2 separate regions of the Gossypium arboreum genome follow, and region 1 is linked to region 2. The links are chromatin contacts, called in public Hi-C maps. All regions are on one chromosome and are shown on one strand. Each heading gives the region's core, a stretch centred on a gene start, on an enhancer-like site or on the middle of the called end of the contact. The rest is flanking DNA. Distances are from core to core; before and after follow the strand shown. Region 1 has its middle 52 kb from the start of LOC128285557. Region 2 holds the start of LOC108477076 (LOB domain-containing protein 41).

Region 1 (6,801 bases), core at 2,232-4,731, 90 kb after region 2:
TTCAAGACAATTATTGATACATTTTTCATGAAATTAAGGGTGGGTTTGGATGGGTGGTGAGATGAGGTGCGGTGCAGTGCATTTAGCTTACTATTTGTCTCAAGCTACAATATCGCTATAGTATCTAATCTCACTACCATCGTTGTTTTTACACTAAATACAGCTAAATGCGTCGTCTATCCAAACTCACCCTATGGTGAATACTAGGCTTCTCTATTGATTCCACTAAGTTTTCATGAAAGAAATTGGAGAAATTAAGCTTAAAAGGCTTAAAATTGGTGGAAATGACCCATTTGCAATAAAAAAGTTGAAAGGATGGTCTAATAAAAATATTTAATTCATTTAATAATTAAATGATAATTATCAAAATGACCCTCCAATCATATTTGTACACATTTTAGTCCTTAATCATTGCATTTTCCATAATTATCTTGTTTGAGTAATTACCATTTAATCCTCAAACTTTCTCTATAATACCATCCATGAATCATACTTTATTTTGGTAAAATTTCACTTCTTGTCATTCCTCCTTTTTCCTTCAACTCAATGCAATCATTTCAATTTTTTAATTTTCTTACTTTTGCCCCAATATTTTTTATTCTCTTACAAGTAAGCCTATACCCTAAATTTATTTATCTTATTTCAAGAGTATTTTTAATTTTCTATCGGCTCTAACTACTATCTATACTAACACTCAAAAATTCTTATTTTATCCATTTCTAAAATTTTCAAGTATATCTAACCCGACTTGGTATTGTTCCTAGCTCAATAGTTAGTTAGGGATATCATAGTGCCAATTTAGTCTTGATTGTAAAAATCTAATCCTCAACATTTACATATTGTGTTTTTTTTATTTTTTTAAATTTTTACTTTTGCTTTTCTTTGTGGCCCTTTCACCTAAAAAGCTAAAAAAAATTAATGTATCAACTAATTTGATAGGAAATATACAAAAAAATGAAAAATTCCCAAAAATGAAAGATAATAATTTTCATTTTTTTATTCTTTTAAAATTAACCTTCAAAAATAAAAGTAAAACTACAAAAAAAAGGATCAACTTACACAATCTATAAATGTTGAGGCTTAAATATTTTAGAATCAAGATTAATTGACATAATTTATAAATGTTTAGAGTTAAAATTGTTATTTTCTAATTTTAAAAGTTTTCACTATTGGCCACTAATGACAAAGAAAAAAAGACAAAATTGAATATTTGGGTGATAATTTTGTAACTTTTCCTAGTTGGATGACAAAAATTTACTAATAGTTGGATAATCATTTTATAACTTTTCATAGTTAAGTTACTAAAAGGAAATTTACTAATAGTTGGGTGACTACTAATGTAATTTATTGTTGCTATTATTATGATTACAATAGTTTCTCATGGAAAAATAAAAGATTACAACTTCAAAAAAATGTTGTATCTTTACTTGTATGATATGTTGATTAAAGTTCTTATCAGACATCTGCTTAACACGGGTTCAAATCATACTACCCCATCTCATTTCAATATTGTATAAAAAAAAGTTACAAGCACATAACATTGTTACAAGATTGAGTCTGAACCATATAAAGAAATAGTATAATTGGTAATTTGATAATGTGTTATCGATTAAGTCTATAGCTCGATTGGCATCAGTATTGTTGCTAGTACAGGAAGATGTCAATTCGAGAGCGTTGAAGCACTTTTATTCTCCTATATAAGAGTTGATGAGAGATTATGGGTAGTTTTGACATTGTATCAAGAAATTTGATATTGTGTTGGTATTGATTAAATAAATTTTAAAAAATAAAAAATTAATATTAATATTTTACTATTTTAATTTTAGGGTAAAGTACACCAACAGTCATTCAACTTTGATTAAAATAACAAAACAGATACTAAACTTTGAAAAGTTACAACTAGTCACTAAACTTTACGAAAATAACAAAACAATCATTAACATTATTGAAAAGTGACAAATCAGTCGCCCACTAACATTTTCCATTACAGGCCTAACGGAACAGGTGACATGTTCCGTTAACTAACCACATTGGACATGACCAGCCAGAAGAAAAAGAAGAAGAAGAATAAGAAGAAAGGGAGATCACAGTGGGTGCCTCAGAACTCATTATACTAACCTCTTCAAACTGGCCATGTTCGCTTCCTGCTTCAACCATATCGTCCCTGTTAACTTCACTTCCCGCTTCAACCTTTTTCAACTCCTCTTTTTCTTTTTCTTTTTTTCCAGAAAGATTAAAAAACTTTGAATTTGTTTTTCTCTTAATCATACTATCATCAACCTCTCTCAACACTAATCACCACCACTATCCAATTAACCAACCGCCATACATTGCCACTATTTTCAAATCCAAACACCCTCATAATCACTCCATTTACCATCGCCGCCATAAACACATCTTCACCACACCTTCAACAACTAAAAAATTCACATAAACAACACAAAAAATACAAAATGAACAATAAAAATAACTCCAAAGGAGAACCAAGTGGAAGCTTGCAACGGAGAGAAAGGAAACAAAGTCAAAGAAAGAAGAAAAAAATATAAAGAAAAAAAAAGAAATAAGAGGAACGTTGAGGCTAGTTTTAAGGTCTGGGGTAGTCATCTCAGAAATTTGAACGGTAGGAATGTAAAAGAGCTCGCAAAAAACAACATACCTTGGAATCAGACTGATTCGATAGTCGGATTTCAAGATCAGGTAAGGAGAAATTTGAACGTTTAAGCATAGATTCGAGTAGTTCGAGGTGATTTTTGGAGAATACGACTCCGAATTCATGTTCAAAGGGTCAAAAGAGACTAGCTAAGAATTTAGAGTTTTTCGACCACCGTTGGCAAATCGGCGCAATAGTCCAACGTTGATTTTTGGGTTTTTTGTTGTTGTTTTTAGGTTGCATTAGAACAGAGAAAATTTTGATAGTACAGAGAAGGGAGAAGAGAATATTAAACAAAAAAGAGTTTTGGTTGTATTTGTTTAGAAAATTAATAATAAAAATTAAAAAAAAAAAAGAAAATTTGATGGTGGGATCATATTTAATGTGGCACCCTAATAGGTCACGTTAGCTGCTAGTTATGTCTATAACAAAAAATGGATTCAGGTGATTGATTTATTGCTTTCATAAAATTTAGTGGTTAAATTATAACTTTTCAAAATTTGATATTATTTTGATCAAAATTGAATAATTGCTGTGTTACTTTTCCCATAATTTTATATCGATTATTAGACATTAGTAATTGAACATTTTATACCATATCAATTATTATAAAAGTTTGAATTATTATTATTACTTTAAATTGTTCAAAAATTTAAGTCAATTTATAAGATTATGGAATAATTCCAAAGAAAAGTAGCGATAATTCCAAAGAGTGCTAGTTTGGGAAAGAGTCCAAAAGCACATGCAGAATGGGGTAGAAGCGCGTGGAAGCCACTTTCTGGCGTAAAAGTGGAACTAAATGGCCACGTGGACATCATGCAGCTCCATGTTTTTAGGAGGGTTCCCACTACTATTCCCTAGTGGATTTGATGGAAAAACGGTGGGTGGCTCAGCCCAGCTGCGGCTGGTTTCTGCTTTGGCTTCTTTTATTTGTTGACCTCCAAATCTAGTAAAACGTTCTTCATTTGGGAGTTGGAACTGCTTATCAGCTAATGCTCAACTATTCCACGTCAGATCATTTCTTTTATTCTACCACCTAATTTTGTCCCCAACTTCATTTTTTTTTTTAACTTGGGTTACAAGGTTTTTGATGGGACACGTGTTTCCTTTTTATTTTAATTTTTATTTTTAAAATGAAATTGAGTCAAGATTAAACTCAGTTAAATTTCAAATATTTATAATTTAATTAAATTTTATTTCAATTATTTTGAAATTAATTTTCAGTTATGTCTAATTTAATCCATTTTAATTCTTCGAAACTTTGACATGAAATGAGTGAACATTTGGATATCCAAATGTTTCTTAAATAATTATATAAAATAATAATCAAAATTTTGTTTAAAATAAAATAAAGTTTTGTCTTTAAAATATTAAAAAGAAGTTTTTAATAAAAGTATTTTGAGCCTCAAAGCCCAAATCAACTTCTTCTTTTTTTTTTTATTTGGGTGATTTATTTTTACTTTCCTTTTCTCTCTCTCTCTTTTCTTTTTTTTTTTGTTTTGTTGTTGTTTTTCGTTGTTTCTTTCAAAAATAAAATGTCGAATAATTTTTTAAAAAAATGAAAAAGAAAAGAGAAGTGAAGCAAAGCAGATCGATAAGTTCCAGATCTGAAAGAAAATAAGAAAATTTCAAAAAATTTCGAAAAAGAGAAGGCAAAGAGTCTTTTAGTTTACTGGCCATTATGGGCAGGTCTTTGACGATGAAGATTGGAGGAACTTGGCCGGAGAAAAAAATGGTACAGAGAGCAAACAAGCAGGGCCAAAACATAAAGAAGGAAGAATAAGGAAAAAAAGAATACTTATTTTGAAGAAAATGAAATGAATAAATGATTTAATTTAGAATTTTTTGAACTTTCATAGGTGATTGAACGGAAAAATTTCTCATCAATCCCTCCGTGTTTTCATTGCCGATTGCTTGATTGAAATACGACATATTACATTTGTTATCGAAGTAACAAAAAATAACTTCCTACTTTATTGAATACATTAAGAAATCAAATATGAGATCATTTAGATTAAACCATTTCAAATAATCCAATTCGTTTTTAAAACTTTAAAATCAAGATGAAAACATTTTAAATAATACCAAATATAGATATTTGAGAGTCAACAAGAGAGACCTTGTCTAGCATAGATGTATCATTACAAGTGAGGACGTGTATCGATACAAGTACCTTGTACTATAGCAGTGGACATACTGACTTACTTGATATGTGTAACACCCCGTACCCGAGATCGTTGCCGGAGTCGGACACGAGGTGTTAACGGACTTCATTCATTTATTTATACAGTTCATTTTACCATTTCCAGACAAGCTGGGTAACTGCGTCACTGTCACCTTAAAAATCATATCTCGAATTCCAAAACTCAAAAACTGATTCCGTAAATTTTCCCTAAAACTAGACTCATATATCCATCTATAAGTTTTTTTCTAGAATTTTTGGTCGGTCCAATTAGTACAGTTTATTAGTTAAAGTCTCCCCTGTTACAGGGTTCGACTACTCTGACCTTCATGCATTACGACTTAGATATCTTCCTTTACAGGGTTTCAATACTTATTCCGTTTGTTTCTAAAGAAACTAGACTCGAAAAGGAGTCTGTAAATATAGGGCATGACTTATAATTATCTCTGGTTAATTTATAGTGAATTTCCAAAGTCAGAATAGGGGATCCAGAAGTCGCTCTGGCCCTGTTTCACGAAAACTTAAACATCCCTTAAAATACAGCTCATATGATCTTTTCGTTTATTCCATATGAAAATAGACTCATCAAGGTTCGATTTCATAATTTATTCGGTATTTAATTCCATTCCTAATATTTTTAGTGATTTTTCAAATTCACATCACTGCTGCTGTCAGCATCTGTTTTTAAGGTAGACTATACCTATTTCATGATTTTCCATGGATCAACTAGCCATTTGTCGTACATAGCACTAAAATGATCGTGATTAACCATTCCAATGGCTAATCGTTACCAATCATTTCCATACCACTCAATGAACAATATACAAAATGATTATAATGCTATGCTCAAGATATATAAGCCATTTTCGCATGGCTATACAAATTTATACAATACCAAAAGGTACATGACCAACAACAAAAGGACAGTCCTATACATGCCATTTTCAGAGTTCATCTAAAAGAGTACCAAAAGGGCTTTGATAGTGTGGATGACTTCGACTTTGACACTCCCGAGTCCGATAGCTGACGAACCAAAATCTATAAAACAGAGAATCAAAGAAACGGAATAAGCATTTAATGCTTAGTAAGTTTTGAGTAATGAAATCATGCACAACTGAAGTATAGCATTCATATGACTAAACGAATAATTTCATACACACATATTCTCAAAATCATACCTACTTCACATTTCCAACCCTTATATTCATACATAAGGAATCAACTTGACTAAAGGCCGGAAGCTTGTTAATCGATTGAGCGAATACTATTTAAAAGGAATCAATTATTCCAATGCATATACGAAACATACCTCATCGTTGGGATTTTACGAGCGTATTAATTGAAATTATTACAGCAAGATCGCTCATTCCCAAACCCAAGTATCTTCGGGATTTAGCCGGATATAACCACTCGCACAAGGCCTTCGGGTCTTAGCCCGGATATGGTCACTAGCATAAATGCCTTCGGGACTTAGCCCGGATATAGTCGCTAGCACAAATGCCTTCGGGTCTTAGCCCGGATATAGCAACTCACACAAATGCCTCCGGATCTTAGTTCGGATATAGTCACTAGCATAAAAGCCTTCGGGACTTAGCCCGGATATCATTCGAATAACCATGCACATATATCAATAAATCATGACACATCCATATTTCATTTTCATTACCAAAGCTCAAACACAAGACACTTATCACACTGACTAATTTTGGCTCAATAGCCAAATACAAAGAGCATGATTTTGATTGGCTTTATAACATGATCTCTATACACATTCGGCTACCCGTCATAGGTATAAACTAATCACCTCAATATATAATTCAAGTAGAATCATTATATCACAGTTTATTTGTCATACTTATATGTCATGACCTAATCGAATCATAATCTAAGTTCCATTACTCGAAAACTTACCTCGGATGTTGTCGAACGATTTCAACGTCTATTCGATCACCTTTTCCTTTCCTTTATC
Region 2 (6,371 bases), core at 3,326-5,825:
AATCAAAGAAACAAAGGTGGCTGAATGAAGCTTCATCCATGGCTTCTTTTTATTTGAGCATTCGGTTAAAGAAAAGAAGATAAAGATGAAAGCTTTAATGTTTTACTTTAATTTAATTTAATTCATTAAATTACCATATTACCCTTGATTAATAATTAATTTAAAACATCAAATCTATGCCCATATTTGTCCATCAAATACATATATGGCACAATTACCATCAAAGGAAGGTTTAATTTCACAATTGGTGCTTCAATTTAATTAAATTCTAACTAAATAAACTTATTTACAATTTAATCCCAAACTAATTAGGACTAAAAGAACAATTAATCCAAAAGCTAGTGCATTCAATCATAATAGCACCGCTTGGAAACTTTTACCATGGTTTAATTACCATTTAAGTCCCTTTTCTTTTATTCAACTAACCATTTAATCACTCAAAACAAATAGTGATTAAATTTTATATCTTTTACAATTTAGTCTTTTTTAATTAATTAATTATCAAAACGTTAAAATTTTTCAACGAAAACTTAATATCACCTTAATGACACTCGTAAATATTTATAAAAATATTTACGGCTTGGTTTATAAAAACGAGGTCCCAATATCTCATTTTCTAAAACCACTTGACTTTAAGGTCAAACCACTTAAACTTAATAAATCGTTTATAAAACAAAAATAACTATATCAAAAACCTTTTCAAAGTCACAATTAACTCGTAAATATTAAATATAATATTTACGAACTTACTCGTCGAATTTGGTGGCCTTGAAACTATTGTTTCCGACACCACTGAAAAATAAACAATTACATGAATGAAAAAAAAAAACATCTTTTCATTTTTCTTGTTTTTCCACTCTACCCAACAAAAAACCTACATTATTTTAAGGTAATTTATATGATATCTTAGAACTAAAGCCAAATCCCACGACTCTTTGTGATTCGAGTGATCAGTTTTGTACCAAGACATCACACCTTATATATTGCCTTTGGGAGTTTCGAGTGATCAGTTTTGTACAAAGACCTGATCAAAATTTGTATAGGTTTTTTAGGTAAATTACACAAATGGTCATCCAATTATATCTATGTTCTTGTTATGGTCACTCAATTTTAAAAACTATCAATTTAGGCACTAAACTTTGTATTCATTCCTATTTTGGTCACCCGCTGCTAAATTGATAACATAAATAATGGCGTGGACTTTTTTCTAATTGGTATAATACATTTAGTCCTCCAGACTTACATATTCTACTAATTTGATCCTAATTCTAAATAATTCAATAAATTTAACCATTCACATTTTTAAATTCTATCAATTTGATCTTCAAATTTTTTAACCAAAATTTTGAGTTTTTAAAATAGACATTCCACATTTATAAATTTGTAAAACCTAAATAAGAAAAAAAAAACTTCGTGCAAATATAACATATTTGTAATTAGACTTGATCATGGGTTGCGCCAATACAAAATTTTAGGCCCAACCCTAAAAATGGGCCTAAAATTTGACCCAAGCATGACCTAGATTAAAAATGTTAAACCCGAGCCCAACACAACCTCACTGTATTGATTATTTTTACATTATTTTTCTATAATTTTTAAATATAATACATTAAATACACTAAAATGTCAAAACAAATATTTTCCAACAAATTGAAAATACAATAAAAAATAGTCTTTGTACTTAAATAAAACTAATATACTTGCAACTTAGCATGCAAATGCCTCTAAAATAGTAGCAAAATTAACAATAAAATAAGATTTATAATAGTGAAATAACAGCAAAACATCAATGAAACGATAGCAAAAAACAACAAAAAAAAAGAAAGTTTAGGTTGATTTGGGTCGTGTCGAGCAGGGCCTGGGCCAAAAAAAACTTACTTGAGGCCCGACCCGTTTAGGTAATGGGCCTTATTTCTTGTTTAAGCCTATTTTTCAAACCTATATTCTTCCCGAGCCCTCCCATTTTTAGACGGATATTCAGGATTAGGCGGGTGACTTAGGTCATGATCAAGTCTACTTGAAATATATATTTTTGAGGAATAAATATAAAATTTATTAAGCCATTTTGAAAATCATATAAATATATATAACATTTTAAATATGATTATAATTGAAAAATTATTTAGTACACTATCCTTGAAACTTTTAGACTCCACAAATAAGATCGGGGTTGACAAGTGTTCTATAAAGTATAATAAAATATTAAAAAATAAATATTTAAAATGAAAAATTTTAAAACTACTTATGGAATAAAAACACACTACAAATGTACTTAATACTATCTCAATTATAATATAAAAATATATTAATGTAAGGAGAGGATTATACTAGTGTAGTCCAAATGTTGATTTTTTCACGCGTTTCTATCATTTTTAATATGATTAATATTTTAATAATTTAAATATTAATTTTTCAATATAATTATATTTATTAAATAATTATAATTTTAAACCATCAAAATATATCTATCAAATAGATTTAGAATATTATTTTTATTAATACTAAATTATATCATACCTATTGTGTAGGTGAAATTTTTAACAACAAACATATTTATAATTTTATTTTTAAACTAAAAAAAGAGGAACATTTTCTTTGTGTAATGGTTGAGGCTTTTCTACTTTAGTATTGTATTTTAAATAAATTATTAAAAATACTTTGATAATAATATTAGTTGTAAAATGGTATTTAAGTTGGTGTTTAAATTCAATCAAAAGTTTTATATACAATATAAATATATTTTAAAGTTAAAAGCTTTTACATAAAATAAATAGTACAATATTAAAACTTGACATAAATAATCTATATAAATAAATAATTATAAAAATATATAAATTGTCAAATTAAATTGTGGACACATTGCTTTCAAATTAAAATAATCTCGACTCAACTTTGCTACTATAATATAAAATGTGAAAAATTAAGTTTATTGAATTATATAAAAATATATGTAAGAAAATTAAATATTTTATTATACAAATTTAGAAATGCCACATTATTATTTTAACGATAAATAACAAAAATAGGAGTAAATACAAGGTCCCAGTTTGTTTTATAAAATTTTGTATAGTTCATTCATTGTCATAATACAATTCCAATTAGGTAAAATAATAAAGTTGAAAAGAAATAAAATCTTTATGATTCCCCTATAAAATTTACCATTTCTACTCATGTAAACTATTTCTTTTGTTTACATAAAGGGAAAAAGGAAAATTACAAAAAGAACTTACAAAAAAAAAAAAAAAAGAAAAGAAAAAACAATCCACAACTCTTCTATGTAAAATAAACAAAAGCCGGAAACGAGCCGCCAAAACTGGGAACAAACTATCCTTTTGTTTTTCCTTTTATAAAAGCCATTTAAGCCGCCGGATAGTCAAGACCCAGCTCAAACTTACACGTTTGACTATCCTCGAACGTGCCGTATGCCTCCACTCTCCTTTTCTTTACAGGCACCACCACCTGACAAGCACGTGACATCACCGGTTTAAACCCCAGCGTCAACTCCAGCCCAATCTCGCTGCTTCCCTCCACCGTCCTTTCTTCCAACACCTTACCTCCGAGCTCCGGCCCCGCCGGAAACAGCCGCGAAGCCGCCACTGTTTCCTCTGAGATCATACTCGAGGTTTCTTTACTTTCCCCATCCATAACAGCCAACTCAGATTGGTGACTCAGCGAGGACTCGTGACTCGTCGACCGGTTTCCCTCGAACCCTTCATCAGCGTAACACCGCGGTTCGGGTGGTTCCGAGCTGCGGTTCTCCTCCTCTAAGACCGGGTTATTCACCTTCGGCTTCAAAGTTTTTTTAACTCGGCACCGTGTCTTAACTCGTTGGACATCGTTAGAGGCTGCAGAGTTTTCATCTTTGGAAACATGACGAATGTCGTATGCTTTTAGAGGCGGCCCTTGACCATTCGCAGCGGCTTCCGACGCAATCGGAGTGATCGGAGCACCTTTTAGCACAGCTTCTACGGCGGCTTGGCAAAGCTGCCAGCTTCCGGACCATAATAAGCCGACAGAACCGTATATCGGGTTCACTATCCGACCACAAGCCTCGTATAATAACGACCTAAAAATAGCTGAATAAATAGGGAAAAGAAATCAGTGAAAGAAAAGACAGTAATCTAAAAATAATGTAAATTAAAAATAAACAGAGCAGATGTGTGAAAGGAAAGTGAAACTGACCAGGGCGGAGGTGTTCGGGGCCGGCGTTGATGAGGTTCATAAGGCCAGCACGGCCATAGAACTTGGCTAGAAAGACGGTGGCGTTTGCTTGGGATTCAGGGCTTTTGATCCATTGTAAACAGGGCCTGATGCTACAATTTTCACTGCAGCCCTTACGAAGAATCCGGCATCCATTACAACTCATGCGCATTTTGAGAAGTTGGAGAAAGAAAAGAGAAAATTTGGGGGGGGGGATTGAAGAAAAGAGGGAAGTTGGAGTATTTAAGGGAAGCGGAAAAGGAAAATATAAAAATAAGAGATATTCTTTTACGAAAAAATGGCCGCTGGGTTTTCAGGTATAGGACCAGGGGAACGCAGTTGTTTTAATTTCCAAAACGCTGGTTTCCACATTCAAGGAGGTTGGCTTTCAAAAATAAATCAATTTTTATTTAAAAAACAATAAAAACATGGTACTGCTATGTTTTTAAATACTTTTGCTATTTCACTACTCTCACCCTCTCACTCGTGCAACTCACTCCCAATTAAGGAATCCAATTTCAATTCCCCATTGGAGGCGTACTTAATGTACTGTCCCTTCTGCGTAAGACAACCTAAATATTTACGGAACGTAACTCCTCTCGGGGAAATCGATGCACAACTCATTTTTACTAAACTACCCCCACTTGCGCTCGATATGTTACTGCTTTCTAAAGGGTAAAACGGATACTTGAATATAAGGACAGGTGGTGAAAAAGGTAAGGGATGCCATGCAAATGGGTCCAAAAATTGAGAAAGGAAGAGAGTAGCGCGTGGCAGACACGTACAGGCATCAGAGTGCTGTCGAATCGCCACATATGAGGTAGAGGGTGTGAAGTGGGAGCCCCTGTTTTATTTTAATTAAAGAAAAACAGAATAAAATAATATAGAAAAAGGCTCCTGGTTTTCGGGAGGTTCGTGTTGATTCAAAAACCACTTTAAAAGAGGGAAAGCGAAAACCGGTAACCGGTTTCCGGATTTGAATGTTGGGACTGTGGGCGCTTCACAAGCTCATCAGCCAACGGTTTTGAAGGGGTTTCTTTTATATATTTTCTTTTCTGAAATTTGCATTAAGCTCATACTTATCATCTATTACAGTAGAATAAATAAAGAAATCATTTTTCTTTATTTGAGAAACCAATTTTCTTATACGGTTTTATTTCTAGTATACACTTATATGTTATCTTTATTAATCTCATTTACATTTCTAACTTTTTAAAAATTTTGTTTTAATTTTACTTTTATAAAAATAATCGAAAGGTTTGTTTGTTCATTTTAATGACACGATGACATTTTAGTATTTAATTAATTTTAAATTTTAAAAAATATTAAAAATATTGCAAGAAGTTGCACATTTCTCTTTTTCTTATATTTTTTAAAATAATTTATTTAATTTTCATAATTTTAAAAACATTTTATATCTTTCTAACCAATTTATTCTTTCAAAATATTAATTTATATGATATTAAATTATTTTATATCATAAAATAAATATAGCTAATCATTCAAAACAAAACTAATATCCAAATTATTAAAACTAAGTAAATATATATTCATCTAGTAATTTCTTTTACACTTAAATATAGAAGGTTTTCTATTCAAAATAGATCTCTAAGTGGTGGTTTTTGCGGTGGATAAGGCGAAAAGAACGCTATTGACAGCGATGATTAAAGGATGGAAAAAGGCTTGGCAGTGCTTTCACTTGCTGGTAGGGAGGAGGAGGAGGCATGGCAAGTAGATTGAAGGAGGAAGTGAGGGAGTAGGTGGTGAATCTGAATGTGGTGGGTAGCTTCTTGATGGCCACTGTTGTACAGTTTCAGGCGATGCGCACCACTTTGGTGAATTTATGGCACCCTCATGGGGGTGTTAAGATTACTTATATGGGTGAGAAGCGGTTTCTCTTTCAGTTTTACTATGAGATTGATCTTGACAGGTTCTTGGATGGAAGTCCCTAAACGTTCAACAACCATTTACTACTTTTTCATCGATTAAAGGAAGGGGATGACCTCATGGTTGTGCCATTGTTTCGGGCTGATTTTTTGGTCTAGATTCATGATCTTCTGACGGGATTAATGTCAGAAATGATGGCTAGGCAATTTGGGGGCTTTTTTAGGGCAATTTTAGAGTATGGTGCGAAGTCATTGAATAAATGGTATGGGGGTTATATGCGAATT

Evidence for each region. Hi-C and Micro-C count contacts between places; a contact is called where the count stands out from the background.
Region 1: a Hi-C map of leaf shows a contact between it and region 2, with 4 times the contacts expected there. The contact joins the enhancer-like site here to the promoter of LOC108477076 in region 2. A contact is called at or near these places in 2 of 5 Hi-C or Micro-C datasets (both in leaf).

Annotation. Positions count from the first base shown.
Region 1 is chr12:11,841,235-11,848,035 of ASM2569848v2, forward strand. No RefSeq gene overlaps it. Among protein-coding and RNA genes, the nearest start is that of LOC128285557, 52 kb to the left of the region's middle. Within about 2 kb of position 3,482, at least 2 of the 2 cell types and tissues checked have an H3K27ac peak or open chromatin away from gene starts, as enhancers often do. A contact at or near this core is called in leaf, where this site is marked.
Region 2 is chr12:11,749,769-11,756,139 of ASM2569848v2, forward strand. It overlaps LOC108477076 (LOB domain-containing protein 41), which reads right to left and starts at 4,576. Exons shown (of 2, transcript XM_017779517.2): 1 at 4,183-4,576; 2 at 3,047-4,076. The coding sequence starts at 4,372. The coding sequence ends at 3,358.